Linked DNA regions of Mus musculus: region 1 is linked to region 2. A link is a contact called in public Hi-C data. All regions are on one chromosome and are shown on one strand. The core of a region is the stretch at or near the end of the contact, and the rest is flanking DNA. Distances in the headings are between cores, read along the strand shown. Region 1 overlaps Clpx (caseinolytic mitochondrial matrix peptidase chaperone subunit). Region 2 overlaps Parp16 (poly (ADP-ribose) polymerase family, member 16).

What was found. A called contact is a pair of places that touch in the nucleus more often than the background predicts.
Region 1: a Hi-C map of liver shows a contact between it and region 2, with 5 times the contacts expected there. The contact joins two enhancer-like sites. A contact is called at or near these places in 6 of 39 promoter capture datasets (the C10 cell line, embryonic stem cells, epiblast stem cells and 3 more), 18 of 484 Hi-C or Micro-C datasets (CD8 T cells, the CH12 cell line, ECoMG-derived neutrophils and 11 more), 33 of 115 datasets of contacts at active chromatin or transcription factors (the 230-238 cell line, the HPC-7 cell line, the SCID.adh cell line and 21 more) and 4 of 9 other capture datasets (adipose tissue, embryonic stem cells, liver and 1 more).

The regions. Positions count from the first base shown.
Region 1 is chr9:65,305,196-65,309,903 of GRCm38.p6, forward strand. Clpx (caseinolytic mitochondrial matrix peptidase chaperone subunit) reads left to right here. Exons shown (of 14, transcript NM_011802.3): 4 at 3,273-3,427. Among named protein-coding and RNA genes, the nearest start is that of Clpx, 13 kb to the left of the region's middle. Within about 2 kb of position 1,721, at least 9 of the 459 cell types and tissues checked have an H3K27ac peak or open chromatin away from gene starts, as enhancers often do. A contact at or near this core is called in hepatocytes and liver, where this site is marked.
Region 2 is chr9:65,233,396-65,237,724 of GRCm38.p6, forward strand. It overlaps Parp16 (poly (ADP-ribose) polymerase family, member 16), which reads left to right. Exons shown (of 7, transcript NM_177460.4): 5 at 274-445; 6 at 3,246-3,387. Gm36538 (a long non-coding RNA gene) reads right to left here. Exons shown (of 3, transcript XR_379561.2): 3 at 439-579. Among named protein-coding and RNA genes, the nearest start is that of Parp16, 21 kb to the left of the region's middle. Within about 2 kb of position 2,521, at least 5 of the 459 cell types and tissues checked have an H3K27ac peak or open chromatin away from gene starts, as enhancers often do. A contact at or near this core is called in hepatocytes and liver, where this site is marked.

The DNA of each region.
Region 1 (4,708 bases), core at 471-2,970, 71 kb after region 2:
CGGCTCTCCAGTTTGTTCCCCTTCCCCAGTTCCTCTCAGATTCTTCCTATCTTTCTACCCACAAAACATTTTTAAAGTTCTTAAAAAAAAAATCGCCAGGCAGTGGTGGTGTGCACCTTTAATAACAACACTTGGGAGGCAGAGGCAGGTGGATTTCTGAGTTCGAGGCCAGCCTGGTCTACAAAGTGAGTTCCAGGACAGTCAGGACTACACAGAGAAACCCTTTCTTGAAAAAACAAACAAACCAAAAAGAAAACAAACAAACAAACAAAAAAATCAAGAAACAAATATATTGGGCTGGAGAGATGGCTCAGTGGTTAAGAGCACTGACTCTTCTTCTGAAGGTCCTAAATTCAATTCCCAGCAACCACATGGTGGCTCACAACCATCTGTAATGAGATCTGATGCTCTTTACTGGAGTGTCTGAAGACAGCTACAGTGTACTTAAATCTTAGGGCTGGAGCTAGCAGAGGTCCTGAGTTCAATTCCCAGCAACCACATGATGGCTCACAACCATCTGTACAGCTATAGTGTACTCATATACATAAAATAAATAAATCTTTTTTTTTCGATATCTGGCTAAATATCCATACCTGGCTAAAACCATACCTGGCTAAATAAATAAATCTTAAAAAAAAAAAAAGACAAAATAATGCCAAAGCAAAACAAAAGAAAAGGCCACAAAAACCCTGTTGAGTTTGTTTTGTGGTTGTCAACTTCTCTTGGGTGGGAGAAAACTGGCTCTCCTTTCCCAGCGGGTACCAGTCAGTTACAGACAGCTTCTTAACCCGTGCCTACTTACCCTCTTACCTTTCTGGTTAAACCTGCACAGGCCCTGTCCGTGCCGCCACACTGCCTCTGAGTCACTGTGCATCCGTCCTGTTGGGTCTGGAAGCCACTGTTTCCCTAGAGTCATCCAGATTCTATTTCTCAGCACCTACATGAGGGAGGGCTCACAGATGTCTGTAACATTGAGTTCTGGGAGATCCAATGCCCTCTAAAGGCTCTGTGAGGACTGCACACATGTAATGCACAGACAAACATGCAGGCCAAATACCCATCCACATAAAATAATTTTTAAAAATTATTCTCAAAACGTAAAATGAATCTTAAAAAAATACTTTTAAAAAGATATTCTATCAAAACAGTAATAAAGCGAGCTTGTGCATCTGCCTGCCAAGTGCTGGGATTAACCTAGCCAGTTAGTCTTTGGAAATGTTGACTGATCTTGTTGGCTCTATATTGTACAGGTAACTAAAGTTGTAGTGGATTCATAAGTACAGTGGTAGCTGTGTCATGTTCTAAAGACAAGACTCTTCCCCGTCTTCTGGTTCTCTCTGCCCCTTTATTCCATCCTTGTTTGGGGGCTGGAAAGGATTGATGTGTCTCACTTAGTGCTGAACACTCACTAGGCCTTTGTTCTTAGCACTTTGACATTAACTGCTGACCACCGCAAAGAAGCACTTCCCTGTGAAGGTTGAGGACAGCAGTCATCTATCTATAAACATAGTTAGAAAACAGTTTGACAGCATGTCCATTTAACCAGACAGAAGTAGCAAGTTCTACCTCTCCTACCCCAAGGCCCTTTGACCTCTCAAGTCCTGGGGTTCTGACCTAGTTTAGAGACCTGGCATGAGTTCCTTCCTGTGAAACAGGCTTAGTCAAGTTCGGAAGAGGTTGGTTATTATTACCATCACCTTTGAGCCACTGTTGCACCAGCGGCTACATGTTCCCTGGCAGCAGATCAGTATTGTAGCTTGCAGTTTGGCCAGGGTGATGAGTACCCCAGTGGCCTACATAGCACCTTTTGGCACTATGAAAGCTAGCCAGTAGGGAGGAAGATTTCATGTTAGTCCCAGCTTGATTTCTCTATGTCCTGCAACCCAGTGTGCTGTGTTTTCAAGTGTTACAGTGTTATCCTCTCGTTTTCGTGGTTATCCAAGAACACTGGCAATGGCATGTGTTATTTTGGGGTTTTCTGGGCTCTCCCTGACCAATTCATAGTGGGAGGTAACCCTCCACCTGGCATTGAGATACCCTTTAAAAATTATGCTTAAGGCTAGATTTTTTAAAATTGTATATGTATGTGTGTCTGCTTGGGCTTATGTGTGACAATTGTATACAGGAAAGTAGAAGAGAGTCTTAGATTCCCTGGGGATTTGGTTATAGACTGCTGTGAACTGCCATGTAGCTGCTGCAACTGGAATTTAGGTCATTTCCTGGAGCAGTAAGCATTCTTTTGTTTGTTTGTTTGTTTTTTGTTTTTTTTTCGAGACAGGGTTTCTCTGTGTAGCCCTGACTGCATGGAACTCACTCTGTAGACCAGGCTGGCCTCGAACTCAGAAATCCTCCTGCCTCTGCCTCCCAAGTGCTGGGATTAAAGGCGTGTGCCACCACTGCCCAGCGGTTATGGAGGGATGTATCTCTTACATTTTAGCAATTAAAATCACTTTCAGTACTGAACGTTTTCATAAAAATAATAGAAAATCTACTCATAGCTTTGTCACAGTTCATTCAGGTATTTCAGTAAAGTAGATGATTTGTCTGTATTCTCAAACTAGGTTTAAAATTATCTTTAGGGGCTGGAGAGATGGCTCAGTGGTTAAGAGCACTGACTGCTCTTGTGAAGGTCCTGGGTTCAAATCCTAGCAACCACATGGTGGCTCACATCCATCCGTAATAGGATCTGATGCCCTCTTCTGGTGTGTCTGAAGACAGCTACAGTGTACTTCCATCTAACAATAAATAAATATTTAAAAAAAAAATATATATATAGTAAATGGAAACTGGATTACAACCAGGTCTCTTAATGAATATTAGGTCAGGAAAAGAATCTAGTGGAAATTAATAAAATGTTTTAACTGCTTTTTATACATTTATTTATATGTGTGCATGTGTAGAGATCAGAGAATAGTTTTTGGAAGTGCAATCTCTCCTGCCATGTGGATTCCAGGATTGAGCTGGGCTTAGAAGCACATACCTTGACCTATTGACCATCTCACTGGCCCAGTTTTTCTGTTGGTTTTTTTCCCCCTGCTTGTTTTTGTTTTTAGTACAAGGTCTTACTTTCTGGCTTATGCTGGCCTGTGACTATGCTCAGTATGACCTTGAATTTTTTTTCTTTCTACCTCAGCCTTACAAGGGTCGAGATTACAGCCATGTACTGCCACATTCAGTGGGCAAAAAGTCACATCCCCAGCCCTACAGTGAGTTTTAAGATGAACACTATTGAAATGATTTGTAAAGTTTTCCTCTTTGGACCTCTTTTTCAGCTTCCACGCGTTTTGTTAAGTGTGAAAAATGTCATCATTTTTTTGTGGTGCTGTCGGAAGCAGACTCAAAGAAAAGCATAATTAAGGAACCCGAGTCCGCTGCAGAGGCTGTGAAGTTGGCATTCCAGCAGAAGCCACCTCCGCCCCCCAAAAAGGTAGAAAGAAGCCTTCTCTCCTGCAGACATTCCATTGCCACCCTTCCTGAGACCCATGTCTGAGTAGCCTGGGGTAACCTTGAACTCTCCAAGTAGTTCCAGATGAACTCCGGATCCTCCAGCCCTCACCTTTAAAGTGCTGGTAGTGTGGGCATATGCTACTGTTACATTTTCCAAATACGCGCGTTATATGTTTTTAATTTTTAATTTAATTTAATTTTTGTGTGTGTGTGTGTGTGAAGTGAATATGCACATACACATGCTCTTGGTATGTGTGTGGGGATCAGAAGACAACTTCTAGGTCTGCTCTATGTGTGCTGCCATGGCTCTGATGGTATGAACTCTTTGTACACGTTTCAGATAGTGGGATTTGGTCTTGAGAAGGAATGACTGGTTCCTCTGACAACACCATCAACACCATGTATTTTTGAGAGCCCAGAAGCCAGTACTTCTTGGCCGGTGTACTCTGTCCTGGCATGTACTGGTAGTCTGCACACTTGGATTCTTGTCCTCTGTGTTCAGGGTATTCCGTGTGTGTCTGACTCCATGCCTATTGGAGCAAATTTAGTATTGCTGAGATAGAAAATGTGAGGACTGAGTAAGATCTGAAAAAAAACAAAACAAAACTATAAGGCTAAAGAAATGGTCATGTAAAATAATTTAATAGTAAGTTTTATATCTTTGCTAATTTGTGAAGATTTTTGGACATTGGATCAAAGTTCTAGAAAATACATAAGTGATTTAACTTCTTAGGAATTTATCAATATTAATAGCTTCTTCGTGTGTGTGTGTGTGTGTGTGTGTGTGTGTGTGTGTGTGTGTGTGTGTGTTTATTACAGAGACTGGGTGTTACTATCTCACTCAGGCTGGCCTTGAACTTGATCCTCCTGCCTCTACCTCCCACATAGTAGAATTAGAAGCATGTGGCACCACGTGCAGCTCCTTCTTTATACAAACCCAAGAAATTGATGCTGGTTCCAAACAGTTGGTAGTATGAAGTGTGAAACAGCTCTAATCTTAGTAACAAAAGTGAGTTGAGGGTGTGGTTCCAGCGCAGAACACTGAAAGCAACAATCAAGCCCTGGGTTTGATCCCGGGCACTGCCCTCCCCTACAAAAAGGAAAGAATGAAATTTTAAGTTGCTGCTTGGGTAAATGAATAACTTTCTAAAAAGATTTCTTTCTTTCTCTCTCTTTTATGTGTAGGTGTGGGTGTGCATGTGTCTGTATCTGTGTGTGTTTTAGGGGGTGGGTGCCTGCCCAGGCCAGAAGAGGGTGTCAA
Region 2 (4,329 bases), core at 1,271-3,770:
TTTTTCCGTTCAACCTTGACCACAAGGTACAGCTTGTTGGCCAGGCTAGGTGGCCAAATCCACAGTCAGTTAAACTGTTGTCAGATGGGAATGTGTTTAGTAACAGGCCCTATGATGACATCAGAGGCTATTTGATATTATTGTCTTAAAGGGGTTGGGGGAGCGTGAAATTTTCTATGTTTACAGCTCTGTGGAAGAAGGACATGTGCCATCTGTGATGCCAACTCTCGTTCACTTTTGTGTGTTTCTTTTCTGTCATGTCTGCTATTCCAGACTTCTCTGTTTGGAGAGGGGACCTACCTCACAAGTGACTTGAGCCTGGCCCTCATTTATAGTCCTCATGGCCACGGGTGGCAACATAGCCTTCTTGGCCCGATCCTGAGCTGCGTAGCTGTGTGTGAGGTCATCGATCATCCAGATGTCAAGTGCCAAATCAAGAAGAAGGGTGAGTGCCTGTTTGGCCCAGGCCTGGCTGCAGCCACTTGCTCCTGGCCCAGGAGTGGGGTGGAGGACCACCACGTGCTTGCAGACGGGTTGCTCCAGAGCAGGGAAGAGGCTGGTCTCCAAGGAGGGCAGTGTCTTCTCAGGGATTGAACATGTGATAGAAAAAGATTAGATAAAACTTTAGTCCCAGCACTTGGGAGGCAGAGGCTGGTAGATCTCTGAGTTCGAGGCTGGCCTGGTCCACAGAGTGAGTTCCAGGACAGCTGGGACTATATGGGGAGAACCTGTCTCAAAAGACAAAAGAAAACAAAAACATAAGAAAAAGGTCAGGGGGCTGGTGAGATGGCTCAGTGGGTAAGAGCACCCGACTGTTCTTCCGAAGTTCCAGAGTTCAAATCCCAGCAACCACATGGTGGCTCACAACCATCTGTAACAAGATCTGACTCCCTCTTCTGGAGTGTCTGAAGACAGCTACAGTGTACTTACATATAATAAATAAATAAATCTTTAACAAAAAAAAAAAGAAAAAGAAAAGAAAAAGGTCAGATGCTACAGGTAGGATTAAGGGAGTGCTGGGGGAGGGGCCGACATGGGGCAGCTGAGTGGGTCCAAGTAGCCAAGGGAAGCTTTGGGAGGGAAGCAGGATCTGACAGATGGAGGGTGGAGAGAGGGCTAGCGGTCAGGAGTGTTTGCTGCTTCTCAGAGGACCTGAGCTCAGCTCCCAGCACCCATGCTGTGGGACCCACAACCGTCTAGAACTCCAAATTCAGGGAATCCAACACCTTCTCTTGGCTTCAAGGGTCCCAGACATTCATGGGGTGCACGTACATACATTCACGTAAAACACTCATACATAGAAAACAAAAATGAAGAAAAGGGACAGGACAAATAGAAGCTAGTGTGTAAGGGGAGGGCATGAGTCCCTAAGAGTCAGAATTGGTGTTATCCTGGGCACTTGGCATCTGCAGAGGACACTGGAGTGGGCTGGAATCCCCAGGTGACTGCAGAGGCATCTGAGACCATGGCCTCTCCAGGAGCAGATAACAAGGAGCCACTTCAACTCCACTGCCCCGAGGTGTCCCTTACACCATGTGCCCTGTGCCTCCCTCTGGGTCACCCTCCCCCAAGGCAGAAGAGTCATAGGACTGTCATACCAGTCTCCAAACTGGGCTGTTGTCTTTACTAAGAAGAGGAAAATTCAAGACACGGGCTGTTCTGACCTCTAATATGAAACAACTGGATCCTGAGGAACAGGCCCAGGTCTGACACCATCCTCCCAAACCAGACAGCACGGATGCTCGCTCACTCACTTGCTTGCATTTGTAATTCTTAGCAAGTTTGCATAAGGTGACATTAATCATAAAAACATGACTGTCCAGCCTCCGCTGCCACGGAGCCCTGGCTTGTGTTTGGTAAAAAGCGAAGCTCTCATGCTGACTGCTTCCCCCCCCCCCCCCTTTTAGACTCACCTAGCACTCACAAGGCCCTGGGTTCAGCACATGCACATAAAATCTACAACAAAAAAGCAATTTGCTGGGCGTGGTGATATAAGCCTATACTCTCAGTTCATAGGAATTAGAAGCAGGAGGATCAGAAGATCAAGGCTAACCTTAGCTACGTAGTGAGTTTGAGGTTAGCCTTGGCTACATGAAACCTAGTCTCAAAATCCTAAAAAGTAAAAGGATAAAGCCAGGTATGGTGGTGCATACCTTTAATCTCAGCACTTATGAGGCAAAGGCAAGCTGATCTCGTTGTGTACAAGGGTGGCCTGATCTACATAGTTCCAGGCTAGATGGAGCCACACAGGGAGTTTCCATCTCAAAAAAAAAAATTTTTTTTTTTTTTTAAAAGCACCTTCAATTCCAGTCCTTGGGACAGGAGGGTCAGGGGTTAAAGGTTATCCTCAGTTACATACCAAGTTCAAACAAATAACCTGGCAGAAGTGGTGGAAGTAATTTTGTTTACTTGTTTCTGTTTCTGTGTTTGTGTTTTTCAAGGACAGAGTCTCACTATGAAGTAGCTCCCTAGCTGTCCTGGAACTCACAGTGCAGACCAGGCTGGCCTTGAGCTCACAGGAAATCAGCCTGTCTCAGGGGCTGAGGGTAAGAGTGCTAGGATCAAAGGTGTATGCCACGAGGCCTGCTGGAAGTGAATGTTCTGAGAGCTTACTCTAGCGGGGCTTATTCAGAAGGCCTCCTGGGCCCAGGGGAGGTAGCCCAGGCAGTGGAGTGTGCACCTGGCAGGTATGAGCCCCTGAGGTCCCTCCTCAGCACAGCATCCGCCTGCTAAGATGCCTGTGAGCCCAGCACTCAGAAGGTGGAGACAGGAGGATCAGAAGTTCATGGTCATCCTTAGTTAGCTGTTTAATTCAGGTACATGAGACTTGTCAAAAGATAGATGGATGGATGGAAGAATGGACGAACGGATGGATGGATGGGCAGGTGGGCAGGCAGGCAGGCTTCCATCTTTGCTCCCTGGTAAGTCCTTGTCTTGGTCCTAGGATGTGTGATCCTGATCTGCTATTTCAGCCTTCAGCTTGCTTCCACCTTCTGCTTTCTCCATTAGATGGTTTTTATTTTCTTCTCTTATATTTTCACATTCTTTTTCCCATCTATCTTTCTCTGCCTGCCAGAGACTCCTGCCGTCTGTGCTGGGTTCACATATGAACACAGGTACATACCTCAGCCTGCTGACCTTCTGTGCCTCAGGACACATTTCTATTCCTAATTTGCTTAGTTTGTTATTGTGTTTCCCGTCCCCACCCACCACCTGACAAAGTATGCTCTACCTTCCTTTTTCAGATTCCAAGGAAATAGACCGCAGCCGAGCAAGAATCAAGCACAGCGAGGGGGGAGAGATCCCCCCTAAGTACTTTGTAGTCACCAATAACCAGCTTCTGCGGGTGAAGTACCTGCTGGTGTATTCCCAGAAGCAGCCCAAGAGGTAAGAAGATGGTCCCTCCATGGGTTAGGAGATGGCTGCTGACTGTGTTCAGTCATCCCTTTCCCCAGCCTCAGGTCTCCGGTGTATGTAAAGCATGTTTCTCATAATGCTGGATGGCAGAGGAAGAAGTTGGGAAGTCAGAGAAGATGCTCAGGGTCCTCAGGTGGACTGGCACTTAGTCATTTTAATGCATTATTGGAGTCTGCAATGTAGCTTCCTCCAAACCCACAGTGTGTGTGTGTGTGTGTGTGTGTGTGTGTGTGTGTGTGTGTGAGTGAGAGAGAGAGAGAGAGAGAGAGAGAGAGAATCAACCAGGGAAGCCAGAAAAAGGCATCAGATCCCCTGAAGCCGGAGTTCCATGCTATTTAGTTGAAAAAACTCTATTCCTAACTGATTATCCTTAGTGAGTGTTTCCAGAGCATGTTAGATGGCTTAGAACACCTCCAGGAGTAACAAAAAGATTCCCCAGGCTGATAAGAGCGAATGCCATCACACTTGACAACTGGACTTCAATCCCTGCGACCCACATGGTGGAAAGAGAACCGATTCCCACAAGCTGTTCTTTGGCTATACACACACACACACACACACACACACACACACACACACACACACACACACATACTCACACACACACACATGCTCGCACATTAGTAAAAAAGTGATTTTAGATTCCCCAGCTCAGATTTGTATCAGTTCATACATAAAATACCTTTGCTAAGTCACTGTCTGGGCAGAGCTGGGTCATCCTCTTAGATAACAAACCCTTACTTAAGGAAGGAAAAAAAAAAAAAACGATTTATAAAAGGTGATTAGAAGAGCTAAAAAGGGACAAGTCGGGTGAGCTCATTGTGAGCTGTCTTGGTGCATTTAGAAAATGTCCTGTTGAAAGATGTGTTGGCGGTGCCAGGGCAAACCGCCCCAGCCCTCTCCAGCCGCACG